Linked DNA regions of Capsicum annuum: region 2 is linked to region 1. The links are chromatin contacts, called in public Hi-C maps. All regions are on one chromosome and are shown on one strand. Each heading gives the region's core, a stretch centred on a gene start, on an enhancer-like site or on the middle of the called end of the contact. The rest is flanking DNA. Distances are from core to core; before and after follow the strand shown.

Region 1 (3,053 bases), core at 324-2,823:
TCACAGTTGCCGGTTGTGGAGATACTTTGAGAAACCAAAAAAAAAAGTCGTCATTTAGATTTAGTCCATATTCTAAAAGTAGTGATACATCTTAGAACTGACAAAGTACCAAGGACTCATTTGGTAGAGTGTATAAGATAATACTGAATATGTTGTATTAGTAATACTGGAATTAATTGTGCAGGGTTAGTAATACTGAGATTAATAATACTGGGATTATTTTTAATGCAGTGTTTGGTTTGATGCATTGAAAGTAATATGTATTGTTATATTTTAAAAAGAATATTATTTGTTTACAAAAATACCCTCGACATATTATAACTTTGTGTATTTTTTTAACAAAAGTTTATTATTCTTTTTTTAGAATAAAAAAAGTTAACAATATAACTAATTATTTACTTTAGAATTTTAAGATTTAATCATTCACTTACAAAAATTATTTTTCTTATTATCTTTTCTTTGTTTGTTCATTATTTGCTTGTTGTTCCCACTTTATGTTATTTTTAAGTTGGGGGAGATACGTATAACTTTTGGATGAGACAATAAAATCATTATTAAAATAAAATTGTATTCTATAGTGTGTTAAAACTAAGTAGAAAAATTATTTTAATTTATGAATATCCTATTTACAAAATTAAAGTTTTTATGCAATTTGTTTTCGGATTTTGACCAATAAATATTCTTTTGAGTTAATGGAGTAGTTTTTTATAACTAAAATTATTTGTGGGATTTTATTATTTTGATAAATTGAAAAGAAGTAACTCATATTGAATAAATTGAAAAAGATTTAGAAAAAAATTAAAGAAATTTGAGGATATTTTTGTAAATAATAATAAAATTTGTAAACTAATTTATTTGAATAAATTTATTAGTAAAAATATAAAAAATAAAAATAAAAAAAATAAAAAAATGTTTAAAAGAATTTGAGGGATATTCTTGTCTTTACACATGCTAGTCCCATGATATTAAAACCCATGTATTACTAATACCACCATATGTGATGTATTAGTAATACACCCTATAATACCATGTAGGGTGTATAACTAATACATGATATTAGTAATACATTGGTCCAAAATCCTACCAAACATAGTATTAATTAATACCACACTTAATACATGGACTATTTCTCCTAATACGGCCTACCAAACGACCCCTCAATGTCTTCTAACGTCTATATAATTTTAGATCGTGATCTAAATTATCATGAAACTTTCAATTTGCTCAAAATTATCGGTATACTGTATTTAAAAAGTTCATAAATTATAAGAAAAATAAAAATAAAATAATTTATTAAACATTTGTCCAGAAAGTGACAATAGGCACCAGAGGCGGAGCCAACCCTCCTTAGGGGGTCGTCCAAACCCCCTTCGACGGAAAAATATACTATTTATACATGATTAAAATTATTTTTTATGTGGTTATAACAGGTGTTGAACCCCCTTTGACTTAGTTTTCTTTGAATATTGAACCCCCTTATCTGAAATCCTGGCTTCGCCTCTAATAGGCAGAGAGAGTTGACACGCCCAGCCTGAGAATCTCAAGGGCCCAATAATTAAATCTTTGATATTTATTAGTTGGCCCAATGATCTGGAGCCCAGGGGCACGTACAACGTCACATGCCTTTCATGTATATTCCTTTAGCAAACATTGTGTCATGTTGAGGTTATAATGCAAAGGCATACAAGTAGGCACATGCATTTGCAACAAATAAAATGTTATTTTGGTAGGGGTGAGGTTGCAAGGGGGTGGGATGGGGAAAATAGAGATATGTTGAAACTTGAAGTAATTATATAACCGAACCTTTGCATGCTTTCTCGATCGAGCTCACTTGAGATTGGTCTAGTGCTGTTTACACTAACACCTTGTATGCATTAAACCAAAGGATAGCAACTGCAAATTCTCTTTTCAACAGAAACAACAAAATAACATATATATATATAGACATCTTTGTGACCAAGTTTCTATGAGGTAAAATTGGAAAGATGCATGAGGATCTTGAAAGAATTTCAACTTAATCATTCCGTAGTATTTTAAGTAGTGACGATGATAGAAGTTTCGTTGAGGAAATTCAACTATTAATATTAAAAAATTAACCTAGTATAATTTTTTTTAATGAGAAAAAAGATTGAGTTGAACCTCCTTCGATAAATGTGGTTCGTCATTATAAGAGTTTCGATGCATAGTCGGATCCTATCATATACCCTTAAGAATTAACCTTATGTTATAGTCATAAATACATATATTATTCACGTGTAAACTTTCAAATCGACATCATACTTAAGTCATTTTGTCCTGAACGAGGGTCTATCGGAAATCACCTCTCTACTTCTTCGAAGGTATTGGTATGGACTGCGTACACTCTACCTTCCTCAAACCCCATTATGTGGGAATATACTTGATTTTTTTTTTGTTGTTGTGTAAACTCTCAAATCAACATCACACTTAAATGTAGCAAATATGAGAAACTATTGAGTATTGACTATTTTAGATTCCATAATATCTCACATCAAAAAAATCATAAATGTATACACTATATAATAGATGGATACAATTGAACTCAATAGTTTTAACTCAGATCATATACGTGTAGTAAAATAACAAATAAACATATACTAATAAATAAAGTTCAAACCTAGTAATGTGAACAATTCTATAAAGGATGAGAAATAAGGGGCCACAGTTTTGACACTTTGACTCAAATCACATTCTAATACAGTAATTGAGAGGGAAAATTATTCTCTTAAAAATTGTTGAGAGGGAAAATTATTTTTCGTAAAAAAAGAAAAACTAGGACTGGCATATTCAGGTCTCTGTCACGTGCCAATGGCAGGTTGGTATATTACTCTAATAGTTAAATAAGAAAAACGGTTTAATTATTTGGTGAATTATTAAGCATTAACTCGATAGGTAAGGGGGACATTATTGACGAATAATGAGTGAAAGACTATTTTATTTTAGTTTATTTTTGTACTATTATTATTATTATTATTATTATAATAATAATAATAATAATATCGTTTTCTGTACAGAGAAGTCACTTAAGAATTAAA
Region 2 (3,053 bases), core at 188-2,687, 44 kb after region 1:
AGGTTCAATTTCTCCAAACTTTTACACGATGCAAAATTGTCAGGAATTTGACCAGAAATGAAATTTGATGACACATTCAATACTGTCAAGTAAGGAAGTTCACAAATTCTTGAAGATAAACTACCAGATAAGTTACGACCATCGATATTTAGAGAAATCACCTGATCATACTTGCTACACTTTACACCATCCCATTTGCAAGGAGTCAAGTCTGAAGAATTCCAACTCTGAAGATTGTTACTAGGATCAATAAGGGATTTTCTGAACTCCAAAAGAATAAGCCCCTCTTCATTTAAAGATTCACCAAAACCAGCAAAGAAAAGAAGAATCAACAGCACCAAAAACAAATGCTGTTGGATTACAAAGTTACTATAACTTGCCATTTCCAAGGATAAATGGGCATGAATGACATTCTGTTTAGTTTACACTAAAGTCATGTCAATTTTTTTATGGATGAAAACTAGGAAACTCAATGAGTATGGCAATGCCCAAAAGTTGTAGCAGAGCTAATGGCAGACCAAGAAACAGATATCATTAAGCAAGTTTTGAGATTCCAGGGCCCATAACTGTCACTATATAACCCAACCCAAACTCAAGAAGCAAAAATCTTGAATTGTTTTTAACCTTAATGACCAAAAATAATGCCATTCAGGACATGCATATCACCAAGACTCTACAAATCAAGAAATGGGGTTCAGCTATAACATAAAATCCTGGACTGTTTTTAACTTTAATAACCAAAATAATGCCACTCAAGACATGCAAAAGACCAAGATTCTACAAATCAAGAAATGGGATTTAGTTATAATATGAAATCCTGTTTTGTTTTTTTAACCTTAGTGACCAAAAATAATGTCACTCAAGACATGCAAAAGGCCAAAGACCAAGATTCTAAAAATCAAGAAATGGTATATAGCTATGATACTTAAACAAAGTTAGAAAATTAAATAAGAGGACAAAAATGATGAAAAAAAAAAATTGCTAAAAGTTGATTGATTGATAAGGCAAGAAAATGGAGGACCACAAAGGGAGAGTCAACTAGAACTTTACAGAATGGAAGTAGTACTAGAACATGTGAGTGTGATATGTGAATGAATACAACTATATGATAAAATTGATATTAACCACTTCTTGTTGTTGTTTCACCTTCTTCATATTAATTCTCCATCTTCTTGTTGTTGTTGTAATTCTAAAAATCATGATTTCATTCTCTAGTTGGTCCCAAATACTCTCTTGCTTTTACACTCTGTTGCAAGTGTTGTTGAGATAAAGTGAGATAGAGATTGGTCATGAAAATTTTTCCTTGTGAGTTATCGTTTAGCCAACTTTCTAAATTCTAAGCCTAACAATGTGGAATACTTGATATGAAATTCTTTACTTTTTTTTTTGCTATTGTGTTCGCTATCTAATTCAGATTCAAATTGAGAAGTTTACTTTGAAAACTAAATTTCTCCTTATCAAAGACGACTTTATTTTCAACACTTATATTCATATTGTATTTCTTTTTTTCCCACTTCCCATCCGAGGTCCGATATTTGCTTTCTGATTCATCTAATTCAGAGTCGGAACAAGAAGTCCACTTTGGCACTCACTATCAAACGATTTTATTTCTCGAGCTCAAAATCCTCCTTTTAACCTTTTTTTTTATTTCTCAAGCTCAAAATCCTCCTTTTAACCTTTTTTTTATTTTTCCATCCAATATTTGGTATTCGCTTTCTAATCTGACTAGAAGTGTACTTTCTATTCCTATCTAGAATGATTTTATTTTCAGAGTCCAAACCGAAATTTCTAATTAAATGAAGAGGTAATTATCGTTCTATCACAGTATTTGGTGATTAATTTCCTCTTTTTCACTAATTTATCTTTGTCGTTTTATCTTTTTCCTGTTACAAACTTGGAACTAGTCTATAAACGTCATGATATCTTTAAAGAAAATAGTCATGTTAGGGATAAATACCCCATTTAGTAGTGGGTGGATGAATTGGAAAATTGTAATGTTACATTGTATCCTACCACAAGCCAAAACTTTCAGTAATGGGTTTGGCAGAATATGAATAGGTGTTTTGGTAGGCACATAAAAAAATTTCAAACAATCTTGTCTCAATCTCAAATTACTTTTTAGGTAATGAACAAATAATAGGTATCTTATAGTTAGAGTGGAAAATGAGAGGATTAGATAAGATCTGGACAGATGGAATAAAAGGTTAATAAAAATAGATAAGATATTAGTTTGTATTTCACATGGATAAAAAATGGGTTAATCAACAAATAATATGAATATAATCAGGTGCCACATAAGCTAAAAGCTAACTTAAACTTAATTAGACCTTTATAACTCATAAAAATAACAAACATACAAATGGTATCGATAGTATGGATAGTCATTTATTAATGGATAATATAGATAATATTCATGTTTGATGATTCATTTTTTAAAAGTAGGCTAGTTTAATCGCACGTGTTTTGTATGTGTAATATTTGATAATTTAAAATTAAATGATTTTATCTATTAGAGAGTTTTGTAATAAAGTGCAAAAAGTTTAAATCTCTTTGCAAAAATCCTTGACACTTTAATATAATAATGTAAACATAAACATATATTTTAGTGTAAACGCATATATATTTTACCATCACAGTTTTAAGTGATTGATATATCACCATTTTTACATTTGTCATGCAGTACCTCGTTCCCTTATTGTCAGAGGTAAGAGAGACACATCAATTTCAAACATATTTATGGTACGCTTATTTTTTTTCTATATTAAAATTTTTTCCTTAATTTTAAAATCAAATCTTTACAAAACCATTGATTTCATACTTCTTACATACTTAAAACTTTTAAAAGTTTAGTACTTTTAAAATTTTTCTTATTCTAACACTTTTATATCTATTTTTAAATTTTTTAAATCTTCTTAAAATCAAATCTAATTGAATTAGAATTCTTAAACTGACGAAAAAAATATTAGTTGTCATTAGTTTTGATGACTTCTAATAAGAAAATATTTTACTATACATATTTAATTAATTTTATATATTAGGAAAATAGTAAAAAG

Evidence for each region. Hi-C and Micro-C count contacts between places; a contact is called where the count stands out from the background.
Region 2: a Hi-C map of pericarp shows a contact between it and region 1, with 3 times the contacts expected there. The contact joins the promoter of LOC107878526 here to the enhancer-like site in region 1. A contact is called at or near these places in 5 of 5 Hi-C or Micro-C datasets (bud, leaf, pericarp and 1 more).

Annotation. Positions count from the first base shown.
Region 1 is chr7:216,616,253-216,619,305 of UCD10Xv1.1, forward strand. No RefSeq gene overlaps it. Among protein-coding and RNA genes, the nearest start is that of LOC107878525, 35 kb to the right of the region's middle. Within about 2 kb of position 1,574, at least 1 of the 5 cell types and tissues checked has an H3K27ac peak or open chromatin away from gene starts, as enhancers often do. A contact at or near this core is called in pericarp, where this site is marked.
Region 2 is chr7:216,660,242-216,663,294 of UCD10Xv1.1, forward strand. It overlaps LOC107878526 (leucine-rich repeat receptor-like serine/threonine-protein kinase At1g17230), which reads right to left and starts at 1,438. Exons shown (of 3, transcript XM_016725549.2): 1 at 1-1,438. The coding sequence starts at 383.